2 separate regions of the Salmo salar genome follow, and region 2 is linked to region 1. Evidence: chromatin contacts called from public Hi-C data. All regions are on one chromosome and are shown on one strand. Each heading gives the region's core, a stretch centred on a gene start, on an enhancer-like site or on the middle of the called end of the contact. The rest is flanking DNA. Distances are from core to core; before and after follow the strand shown.

Region 1 (6,101 bases), core at 277-2,776:
GTGTTACTAAATCCAAGTCCTCATTTAAAGATCATGATTTGAGTCCAAATGAACAGATATTGATGTATACCTAAGACCCCTTGCTGTGCTAAAATTATACTTTTATGCAAACACAAACATCTCTTTAGAAAGCCAATGAGTAACAAAAACAGCATATCTCTAATTGAGTCAGTGTTGCGTAGTGCTACTAGTAATCAGACACATTAGTATCCTTACGCCTCTGACAGTTTGCCTATCTGAGTTCTCTCACATGTCCACTGACACCTCTCCAATGCAGAGAGCCGCTCCAATACAGAGAGCCTCTCCAATACAGAGAGCCTTTCCAATACAGAGCCCAGACTCAGCACAATGCCTGCATTCTGCCAGCACACTCCCAGCCCATCGATCCACTAGATTGATTACCATAGAGCTGCAGTCTCTTTGACTTTCACCCGTGACCTCCCTCTCCTTCTCTCTCTGTGTCTATGTGCGCGTGTGGGTGTCTGTCATGTGGCTCAGCTGGTAGAGCATGGCGCTGGCAACGCCAGGGCTGTATGCACTCGATACTGTTAGTCGCTCTGGATAAGAGAGTCTGCTAAATGACTCAAATGCAAAAATATTAGTGTGTGTGTGTGTGTGTGTGTGTGTGTGTGTGTGTGTGTGTGTGTGTGTGTGTGTGTGTGTGTGTGTGTGTGTGTGTGTGTGTGTGTGTGTGTGTAAGAGCCACAGTGGTAATAGTGAAGGATAGGGTTGTGAAGGTGACCACAGTGGAATCACAGCCACAAACTCCCCGCTCTACGTCATTCCATATTGACATATGCAGCCAAGCGTGGAGGGAGGGGGGGTCAGTCCCATTTTCCAGCAGAATGAAAGTGAGAGACTCCTGCCAGGATCATGCTCACCCAGGTGTTATTTCTGTCTACTGGGAATGGGAGCCCTAAGGACCACAGGTGGTAGAGAGTATATATTACTACATTTACAGTAAACAAAAGGCAAACTCATATTTGACCATGTAGACTAATGGCTTATTTAACTTTAAACATATGTGTTTGAATATTGGTAATTAACACCACTTCCCAATTGATTCATTCCTATGTTGAACCACGTAGCCTACCAATGAACGTAGCCTGGTTCAAGCCAACATCGATGTTGCTTCAATTAAATGTAAAGGCTATTTATACTTATTTTCTTTCCATATCAGTCGTACTATTGCACCTTCAAACTACTGGCAGTGATCTTTGATAATAACCAGAGGGGAAAGGCATGCAAAACATGGAGGCAGCTCACAGTACCATTTTTAGCCGTCCAAGGTGATATAATTAGCTCAAGTGTCTATGACAATCTGTTTCATTGGCTGTTAAATAACTCCAGGTGCGAGAGCAGAACACCTCCCCCTGTCGGAGGAAAACAACACTGCTAAACTTGACCCTTCGGAGGCCCGCTCCTCCTCCCATCCCCTCTAAATTTCCGTTGCCAGAGCCGCGGAGCACATTCCTCTGTGGCTGTGTTGACTGAACATGCGTGTCTGTGACTGAGCCTGAGAGAGCAGGATCTCTCTGAGTCTGAGCCTCTGCAGCAGCAGGAAGCGGCCGCCACAGTGCAGGGTGCAGATTTACAGTATGCTGCTCAACGGTCACAGAGACGACTGTACAGCGTGGTAGTTTAGTGTGTGTGACATAACAGCATAATGTTACAGTGCACACACACAATGTGTTTTTTGTGCAGTGTCGTGGCCGCAGATGGAGGAGTCTGGAGATGGGAAGGGTTCACGGGCAGCTCGAGGCAGAGAGGCTGAGCTCGGCTTCTCAGTAAGTGCTCACTTAGAACTTTGGCACTGTCTCCTCACAAGAGTGTTTTGTGAAATTGGTCAAACCACCGTACCATCTATTGTGACAATTTTTATGCTATATTGAGTTTAATAAAAAGTCTTCAAACACAAGAAAAATTCTGAATGACAGAAGACAAGTAGAACCTGTTAAAAGAGTTGGCACAGTTACATTGGGCCATCATTTTTTATTCTGCAATAAAAACTATTAACACAAATATGAGTAATAAGCCAAACAGGGGAGATTGTGTAAACACATTATTGCTGCAAATGAAACCCTGATTAACATAGAGGCAGAAAACAACAAGCTTTAACCCAGCATCATCCTTGGGGATCCAATGCATGCGGGAGTACTGCACTCTGCTCAATTAGTTAAGATACCAAAACACAGGCCAGCAAATGAGCAGGGACCAACACAGCCCAGCTGGTGTTGCTGTTTGATGGCTTAACACTGCTAACACTGCTCTCCCTGTCCAACCCAGAGATGAGATCAGGGAGGGAGGGAGGGAGGAGGTGGAGAGAGAGCTCTGATGAAGGAAGCAGAGCACAACATATCATTGGAACTGAAAGAGGGGTCTGTGCCTTTAAGAACAAATGCTGACTGGTTGCCTCTCTGGCCTCCCTCTCTCCCCCCTCCTTCCTTTCCTTTCCCTCTCTCAGCACTAGCCTCCTCCCTCCCTCCCACCCTCCCTCTTTCTTTGGTCTGAGTGAAAGTGAAAAGCTGCAGCTCCTTATCAGAGTGTTTACAGCCAGGGGTTTGTAGGCTATTAGGCAGGTCAGGTGACAGGGAGGCTGTGCTGCACCATGACCCAGACATCTCAGGGTGAAGGTTGCCTCGGGGGGGGGGTGACAGAGTTTACTGGTGGGAGGGGCCAGAGCCAGCCAGGCCAGAGGTAGATCAGTGGCAGACACACAGCCCAGCTAGTTTATTTGGTTCCATGGAAGTTGGAAGTTGTGGGAACGTATGTTTTTTGGTTCCATATAGGTTGAACGAAGCCATATGTTTCCTGAATTGTAAAACTGAAGTGAACATTTCGCCTGTTCTGGGGGAAAAAAGTTGTAGGTTGCAGGGAGGTTCTGAGAACATTTTACTCTGGTTTCTTTAAAGTTTCTTGGGAGGTTTTATTAACGCTCTGAGAACGGAAATTATAGGTCTTGGAATAACTTCCTTAAAACTTTCACTGAATGTTTCATTAAGACTTTTAATAACACCGCCAGCTCAGTTTTTATTTTAGTTTTTATTTAGTTTTTTACTCTAAACACAGATAGGACACATGGAAATTCATTTCCTCAGGCATTAATCATGCAAAAATATTTATTTTTGATTGTGGCATGGCATCAGTGAGATTTGAACATATAATATTTTGCTCTCTATCGATGGAATTAGTCCAATGCATCACCAGGATGGAGCTAGCATGACATGTTTTTTGCGCATACAAAGCTGTTCATTTTAGTCTATTCAAACAGACCCCATTTCAAAGGAAACAAGCACTCATTAAGATCAGGTGTGGCCAATTGGTGGGTGTGGCCAACACACGTGAACAAATGCAACAAGATAAAGGATAGAGCGAGTTTTGTTGATGCTGAGAACGGAATGAATATGTTTTTAAATAACATTCTTAGAACGTTCTCTTAACGTTACTAAAGTTTTTCTGGAAAGTTTTCTTAACATTCTCAGAACAATTTGAGAACATTACTCTAAATAGAACCATGAGGAAACCTGTAGGAAACTGGTTTCCTAACCAGTTGACGAACGTTCCTAGTACATTACGAAAATTGAAATTAAATGTAACCACGTTTTCACTTTTAGGCAACGTTCTGTTAAGGTAATGAAATAAAGTTTCATTGAAATAAAGTTTTTTTGTCAACTTCCGTAAATGTGCTGAGAATGTTCCAAAGCCAAGCAACTATCCTGCACCATTCTCAGAAAGTTGTGTTTGCAAACTAACCATAGGTTAACCACGCTCTCACCAAGCTCTAAGAAGCTCTGGTCTCATAACATTATGTGCTAGCTGGGAGCTCACAGCTGAGGACAGAAATAATTTCCAGCACTAGCTCAGCTATCAGGCTTCCATCTCTTCTCCCTCTCTCTGCCATCTTCCTTTTTCCGTTCACCTCAGGAACAGACATATTTATTCGATCTAAACAAATACAGCAGATTTTTTACCTTTATTTAACTAGGCAAGTCAGTTAAGAACAAATGTTTATTTACAATGATAGCCTACCGGGAAACAGTGAGTTAACTGCTTTGTTCTGGGGCAGATTGACCAGCACAGAAAGGGGCAGAGGCAGATTGACCTGAGACTGACTAGCACAGAAAGGATTTCAGCTTTAGGCCTATCATATTAAGAGTCAAACGTGGACAAAATCCTAAATAAAATATGTTAATAATTAAGAAGAAAATAAACTAAGCTAACAAGCTTGAAAAGTCTTGTAAAAAAATTATTCAGCTAAGAATATATAGCAAAATTAAAGCAATTACTGATAATGTAACACAACACACACATAGACAAAACAATCACACCAGGACAGCGTGCATAGCAGGGAACCCCCACAGGGTGGGCTCGGCTGTATGGGGGAGTTCTGTACTGTACAGTACTGTATGTATATTGCAGGATGATATTGCTGGTGACATGATAGAAGGTGATGAATGAGAGCGTCCGTAGCTGCAGAGGGATGGTAGAGAAGCCGGTGTGTGAATCTGAGCTGTGTGATCGCCGTCTGACAGGCTGTGTGGAGACACACACACACACACACACACCCATCACCCCCTCAGGCTCACTCTCGATCATCTTGACACACTGACCGCTCAGATGCCCACATAAACACACACTCCACTGCTCCCCACACACACACACACACACACACACACACACACACACACACACACACACACACACACACACACACACACACACACACACACAACCAGGCCATAGAGAAGACCCTGTCTGTCTGCTCTGCTCACACACAGAGGGGCTGAGGAGGGTCTTCTGCAGTGCTGATTCCCTGCATTCAGTATATCGTACAGCAAAATGATTATTTTACCTGCATATGGAGCCAATTGCTTCCCATAACATTTCAAAACTGTTTGCATTGTAACATAGGCTGACAGTAGCAGATTATTTCTTTTTTATGATCATAATTTTATTTGATGACAGGCGTTGCTCCTGCCTGCCACTAAAGAGGTCTAATAGAACAGCCTATTTGCTTAATAGTGGGCGCACAGGCTCATTGTGTGTCTATCCTACTGGTTACCTGGCAGGCTGGTTGAGACCTATGGCAGGGGCCAGGGAAGGGCTGTCTCCTCTGATGGGACAGCTCCTCCTTGGCCTCTGCCATGGGTCCCAACCAGCCTGCCAGGTCACCCCACTCTGAGCCAAGTAGCAGAGAGGATGCAGAGAGTGGCCCTGGCTGCTGGCTCTAGCCCTGAGAGGCACCCTGCTTGCCTGTCTGTGCATCAACTGGTGCCCAGCTTTCCCCTCTAACTACCAGGCTACACCCTTTTATTAAACACTGTACATTTTAACACATCTCTGAGGCTGGCGTTCGAAATCCATGCTCATTTAAAATGATTTACACTGTCAGGACTTGGCTCCAGTTCATTTCTCTCTTTCTACTTTCTTCTCTCTCTCTCTCTCTCGCTAACTATCTGTCTCTCTCGCTCTCTCGGGGCGGCAGGTAGCTTAGTGGTTAAGATCGCTGGGCCAGTAATTGAAATGTTTCTGGTTCAAATCCCTGAGCTGGCAAGGTGCTAAAATGTGCTGTTCTGCCCTTGAGCAAGGCAGTTAACCCCCATTCAGACAATCCCCCGCACCTCTCTGATTCAGAGGGGGTGGGTTAAATGCACAAGACACTATTCAGTTGAATGCATTCAGTTGTACAACCGACTAGGTATCCCCTCGCTCTCTCAAGACCAACCTCTACAGCGCTGTGTGACTCAGTAAAGTGGTTGTTCAAAAGATCCTCCTCTGAGCCACAGCATCTATGTAGACTTCCTCCACTGACATGACACTGATGCACAAGGAACCTTTGATAAAACACTAGCGAGAATGTGAGTGCAGTGCAGTACCTCTCTCCTGTACGAAGTAGGCCAGGTAGAGGTCCAGCTCCTTGACCGAGACGCTGATGTGGTGTGGCTGGACACAGAGGATGGGGTTGTTGCACGGCCCTGCCTTGACCAGGCGCTCTCCGTCCGTGCTCTCCAGCGGGATGCCCTTGAACAGGATGACCATGACCAGGTCCAGCCTCCATACCTTGTCGGCCTGACGCAGGCAGTCGATCCTCCTCATCTTGC
Region 2 (5,904 bases), core at 2,271-4,770, 47 kb after region 1:
TTTCTATTGCCTTTTTTATTACCAACGATTATAAGCATTTCAATAATTAATCAGGACATCAATACTAAACCGAAGTGCTCCCTTGCCTGACCACAGTTCTCGGGGGTGGTTTGTTGTCCCACCTAAACTCAAAAATGAGGAGAATACTTCGGGGAAAACTATCCTATACACAGGGTTGATAGCCTAATTTCTGATGATACTTTATGATTAACAATTCCGATGATACTTCCGGCATGCACAGCTTGCCATCATGCGCCTGCATCGGTCACAGCTAATGAATGAAAATGCGGATACTTTAGCCTTCTAATTCTCCAAGGTAAACAAACTTGATGAAAAGCTGAGAGTAAAAATATACGTTAAATATGAGTCGGCATAATGCTATTGAGTAAAATAGTGATAACAAAAAGTTAATAGAGGCTGAGAGACTCGGGTTTCCGCGTCTCGTTAAGGACCGTGCCAACAACACTCATCCCGCCCTTTTCTAAACTGAAATATCATCTGCATTTCACAGCCACGTTCAGTCAAGACAGACGCACATGCATAATAACTCCCCCCAAAAAAGTAAGGAATAATTTACCTGAGTAAGACAGAGAGGAGAGTACATCATGATGAAAGGGAACTTATAACAACTTGTCAGGTAGAAAAAGACAAACAAGTTAGTGAATCATTATTTTAAAGTTCATCATCATCATCATTGCACCTCCACCATCGCCTCAATTGACTTGCAGTTTACGTCCACTGAGATGTAAGCCATCAAACACAGAAGAAAAGTTCAACTTAAAAATACTGTCAAATAAAAAGAGTAGGCTAACTTTTAATACAACAAATTGGGAAAGCTGGGAAATGAAAATGCTCGGGCAATCTGTTCCATTTAGGAAATGGGGGGAGAAAAAATAATCAAAGAACGAGAAAATGAAAAAGAGGGAGGAATTAAATGACGTTATGAAAATAGCCCATCCCCAAAAAATCACTTAAAGAAGCAGTAACCCTGATTTCATGTGGCAATACACCTTAAATCCACGAATTAAACAAAGTAATGCGTTTAGATCAGGTGCAACACTGGTACGGATGGTTAGAAAGACAAATTGCAGAGGACTTTCTCTCGCCCATGCAAGGGCGCACATTCCCTCCCTCGCATAGCCTATCCCAGCATCTAGGACTGCGACGTTGCATGTGCGCTTGTAGCATTAGTTCAAAATCGTGTCTGTGGCAACTTGCTGCGTAATTGGCCTATGAACCATTTGAGTGCGTTGGTTCACAGATACAGTAGCCTGCACTACCAAGTGGCCTCATGACTAAACTACAAAATGAACTACACTTAATTGAGCTGTTATTACTACACTTCATTAAGCTGCGGTCCCGTGTGGCTCAGTTGGTAGAGCATGGTAAGAAAATGTAGGCTCTCACAAATGTAAGTCGCTCTGGATAAGATCCGTCTGCTAAATGACTAAAATGTAATGTAATCTAAGTTCAACAGCTTTAGGAAATGATCAGAATTGCTAAACTCAGATAACGTAGATATCCTAATCATGCAATTATAGCCTACCATTCAGAAAACCAAGCTTCTAAATGCATCATCCGTTATAAAGGTAAGTGTTTCTATAATATATGCATGCACATAGGGAGGCCATGTCACACTGACATCTATACAAAACTAATAATAAGCTATACACGTCTGTGCGTAAAAGCGCAGATACGTCAGTGGTGAGCATACTGTTACTTTTCATTGAATTCAGATGTAACCTACTTTTATCCATTTCTACAGTATTGTATTTATTATTGTCAGATGTAACTTGCACACAAAACAAGTGGTCGGAGTAATGACAATAATATTTGGAGAACTATCCAAGAAAGATGATGTCTTTCGACTTTATGGACACATTCTGCTTTTGTAACTATGCACACAACAACAAGTTTTAAACTAAGGGATAGTAAGTAGCCAATAAAGTGTACGTATAAAGTCATTGTAGCATTAAAGTTTGAAAAGACTCCAAATGTTATGGGGATATCATATCCCCATGTCATCACGAACACAAGAGTATCAACGACTCTCCATGAAGCTAGAAGAGAAAAATTAAATATAAACTTTCTTGGTCTACTTTAAGTGAGTTCCAGACCAGTTTATATCTGACAAAGTTGAGAAAACTATTCTGAGATCAGTCTGAAGGGACAATGCTGTCTGCATCAATATTAGTTAACACCCTGAGTTGGCAATAACATTATATAAACCAAGTATAAAGTAATAACCGAATCCAATCCATGTAGCACAAGTTGAATGTCTGTAGCGGTTCGTTGGTGGTGGTGGGTAAATCAGCCTTCGTGAAGTGAACTGCAGTTCAGACATAACTGGAAGAATTGGCCATTTTGTTATCTATGACATCTCAAAATATAACGCCCTGAATATATTTATTTGATATTTCCAAAACAGTAGGCCACAGACTCTAAATATCCCCATGCCAATTGAGTGCACTTTCAAAACACTGCGATTGCAACTCTGCAAGTAGGCTATGTGGGTTATAACAGCACTACATCCAGGGACGGAGCGCCTCTGTCGGTCTATGGTTCAAATTCAAGCCGGCGCCCCTGCGGCTCTGGCTCTGGCTGCGGCCATTTTCTGCTGAACAAACTCTAACCGGGCACAGAGTATATTGGCTTTGAACTTCAACATCCCGTGGTGAAAATACATCTGCGCTGCCCTACTCAAACTGGCAACAAAAAAAACTAATAACTTTCACTGCGGAGAAGTGCCAAAACGCTTTGTAGGCTATATCAATCATTACGCGCAGGTGTAACATAAATATACCATATGTCTGCATTTCTAGCCTTTCCCACAAATACTCCGCTTGGCTGAAAACCAACAATAAAAGGAGTAGCCTGCCGAGAAAGACGGAAAGGAGCAGAACACCAAAATGCAGCTCTACGCAATCTCAATTTGACTTTACAGAGTGCACACAACTGACGCGTGATCGTTCTCGCCTTGCGTCTGTTGTAACATGGACAAATAAAGATGAAATTGATTTGTAAACGTACCATTTCGAAGCGAAACTGTCAACCCCCCCCAGACAAGTTATAGTTTATGCAGCACCGCGGTTCAAAGCATGGTCATCTCGTCGACGTGTTTTTATTATTATTCCATATCCATTTATCCGCGAACAGAAGTAATCCGTGGTCTTCGGAGGGGAGAATAACCCGCAGAGATCAAATAGAAACGTCCCACGCGAAGTCTGCAGCGTCAATCCCCGTAGAATCTTCGCTACAAGGTAAAATAGGACAAAATAAAGATTTCCCTATAATATAGCTACGGGCTGAACGATTTCGGGCAGATTCTGCAAACTGTACACCGCTTGATGGTGTCGTAATGTATAGTGCTGTTATTGTTTTTATATATTTAAATTACAGAACTGATCCTTCGGTCTCATTGATTTGCAGCATTGTAGGCTACACATAGCCTAGATGTCCTTAATATGTGAACGTCCTTAAAGACGTCCCGAACGATGGGCTCATAGGAGATCTTACAGTCGTCTCGGAGAAGGAATAGATGAAACACGAAGGTAGTGTGTGTGTCTGTGTGCGCGGGTGTGTGTGTGTGTGTGTGTGTGTGCGAGAGAGGGAGAGGTAGTGTGTGTGGCTTAACGCGTTCTATTAGTGTTGCACTTGATGGCGTAGTTTATAAAAGCAAAAAGACAACTATTGCCCACTGTGAGCCGCTATTACAAAACATGTTGTAATCTCAGAGATATACATTCTATAATAGAGATATAACAGCCTAGAACAATATTGGTCTTGTTTTTATTGTGTGTGTGTGTGTGTGTGTGTGTGTGTGTGTGTGTATTACGTCCTCCGTATTTATTACACTTCCACAATGGTTTGACGAGCTGTCAACGTGTCAGGTGTTGTCAAATCTGTCATTGCTTTTAACCCCACTTTGCTCAAACCTTTCAGAAGGGAGAAGGGAACTTGACCACAGACGGTTATGCGTCCATCCTCAAGGAAAATACATCTGAAGTTGACTATAATAGCCTAACATTCCAAACACAAGATCATTTGTAATTTATTCATAATTATTCATAATTCGTAGCCTAATCGTTTTGCTATTGATATTCCCTTTTCATGAATGTAGCATAAGTATTCTTATAAATTGACTTTTCCAAGAAATTAACCCTGCTCGTTCAGCTGGTTTCTGCAGGTTAATAATGGATTTGTATTTATTTTATTTTACCAATATTCTTCAAAACTCACCAAAGTATGTGGCCTATGACATGTTATACTGAAAATATTTAGGGAAGTCCTGCATGAGTTTATAAGCGTGACATTCCCAAAAAATTAACCCAGTGTGTTCAACTGCTTTCTGCGTTTCAGTTCATTAGGACTAAAGTGTTTGAAAACTGGGTAAGATTTTATTTTAAGGGTCTGTAATAAAACATTTTTATAAGGCATTTATAAATTGTATGTTCACCATTTTGTAATCATTACCCCCACATTAGCAAACCATTTACCAATCATTAGTAACGTATTTTTGCAGTCTCAAATCTAAAGTGAGTGCTATTCATACTTTATAAATACTTTATAAATGTTTTGAGTGACCAGTGTAACTTCTCACAAAAAGATGGTGATGCCATTGGTAGACATTCCTGCAGTACCTGGTAAAGAATAAGCACACAACACAGGATGTTTAAGGAAATATATATATTTCCTTAAACATGTATTTCGTTAAACATCACGTGTGAATAACTAGCTTACTAACATTTACAAATGTGGGAGTAACGATCAATAAATGTTGATCAGACTGTTTATAAATGCCTTATAAATGGTTTATTATAGACCCTTAAAATAAAGTGTTACTGAAAACTGTAGGCCATGAGCACATTCTTCCAAAATGATAAAGCAGTATAATATTACCACATAATTGTAGAATTGTAACAGTGAAAATTGACCTAAATGAATATGCATTCTTTGATTGAAGGATTTTGTCTTTAGTGCAATTATAGAATCTGGTTTGAAGAGATTGTCTCTCGCATGCAAGCCTTTTTGTCGCTATCTAACCTGAACTAATGATTTTCAGTAGCAATGAAATCCCCAATGTATTGGCTGTTACTGGATTATTCTCCTCTTTCGATTTCCCTTCACTGTTTGAAGTCAAAGGTCAAATGGCCCTGTTAATTAGAATCTTAATAGCATAATTTGATGAAGAATATTAAGATCTTATCTAGAGTAGGCTTACGAACTTGGTTATGCAATGGGATAATACACCTGTTTGAATTTAAATCTCAGATTTGCATTTTAACAGTCAACTGATCATACAAAATCCATACTGGAGTATTTGTTAATATATGACACAGAAATGAGACAATCCATTCAAGAGTTGGAGAGGCAGATTGTGTGCGTGTGTGTGAGTGTTTTCTTCCTTTTACTTTTAATGCACTTTTTATTTGATAATGGTGCGATAATGTTTGATACAGTTAGATCTAGGCTCGACCCAGGCAAACATCACATTATGTTCTGTTTTTCGAAAATACAGGTTTATACAATTGAAAGCATGATTTCCATAACATCTGCTCATGGAAAACGCAAATAATTTGCCAGAGTATTTAACCCTTCATATGCTAAAATGAAATTTTAACTTGTTGCTCAACTCTTGGATAATATTAATTTAAAAAAATCGATTGGGGTGAAATTCATGTTGTTGTTTTTTACCATGCTTTGATTATCAATAACCGTAAATGTATAATTTGAAGACTAACTTCAAACCTTTTTGCCCAAACTGGTGATATGAGGTAAAACAAAATAGTATTTATTTGAAACAAGCAGTAATATTTTTCAAATGTCACATTACTTTGACAGTTAAGCTTAATGTCCTTTAGCTACATTTTTGAAGAAGAATAATAATTGTATTTTTTCCTGACA

What was found. A called contact is a pair of places that touch in the nucleus more often than the background predicts.
Region 2: a contact with region 1 is called in a Hi-C map of muscle, with 4 times the contacts expected there. The contact joins the promoter of LOC106584361 here to the enhancer-like site in region 1. A contact is called at or near these places in 3 of 3 Hi-C or Micro-C datasets (blood, gill and muscle).

What each region holds. Positions count from the first base shown.
Region 1 is chrssa23:29,538,050-29,544,150 of Ssal_v3.1, forward strand. LOC106584361 (nuclear factor 1 C-type) reads right to left here. Exons shown (of 11, transcript XM_014169587.2): 2 at 5,877-6,101. Among protein-coding and RNA genes, the nearest start is that of LOC106584363, 46 kb to the right of the region's middle. Within about 2 kb of position 1,527, at least 11 of the 13 cell types and tissues checked have an H3K27ac peak or open chromatin away from gene starts, as enhancers often do. A contact at or near this core is called in muscle, where this site is marked.
Region 2 is chrssa23:29,583,462-29,589,365 of Ssal_v3.1, forward strand. It overlaps LOC106584361 (nuclear factor 1 C-type), which reads right to left and starts at 3,521. Exons shown (of 11, transcript XM_014169587.2): 1 at 3,031-3,521. The coding sequence starts at 3,033. It overlaps LOC106584363 (a long non-coding RNA gene), which reads left to right and starts at 3,430. Exons shown (of 2, transcript XR_001323732.2): 1 at 3,430-3,551.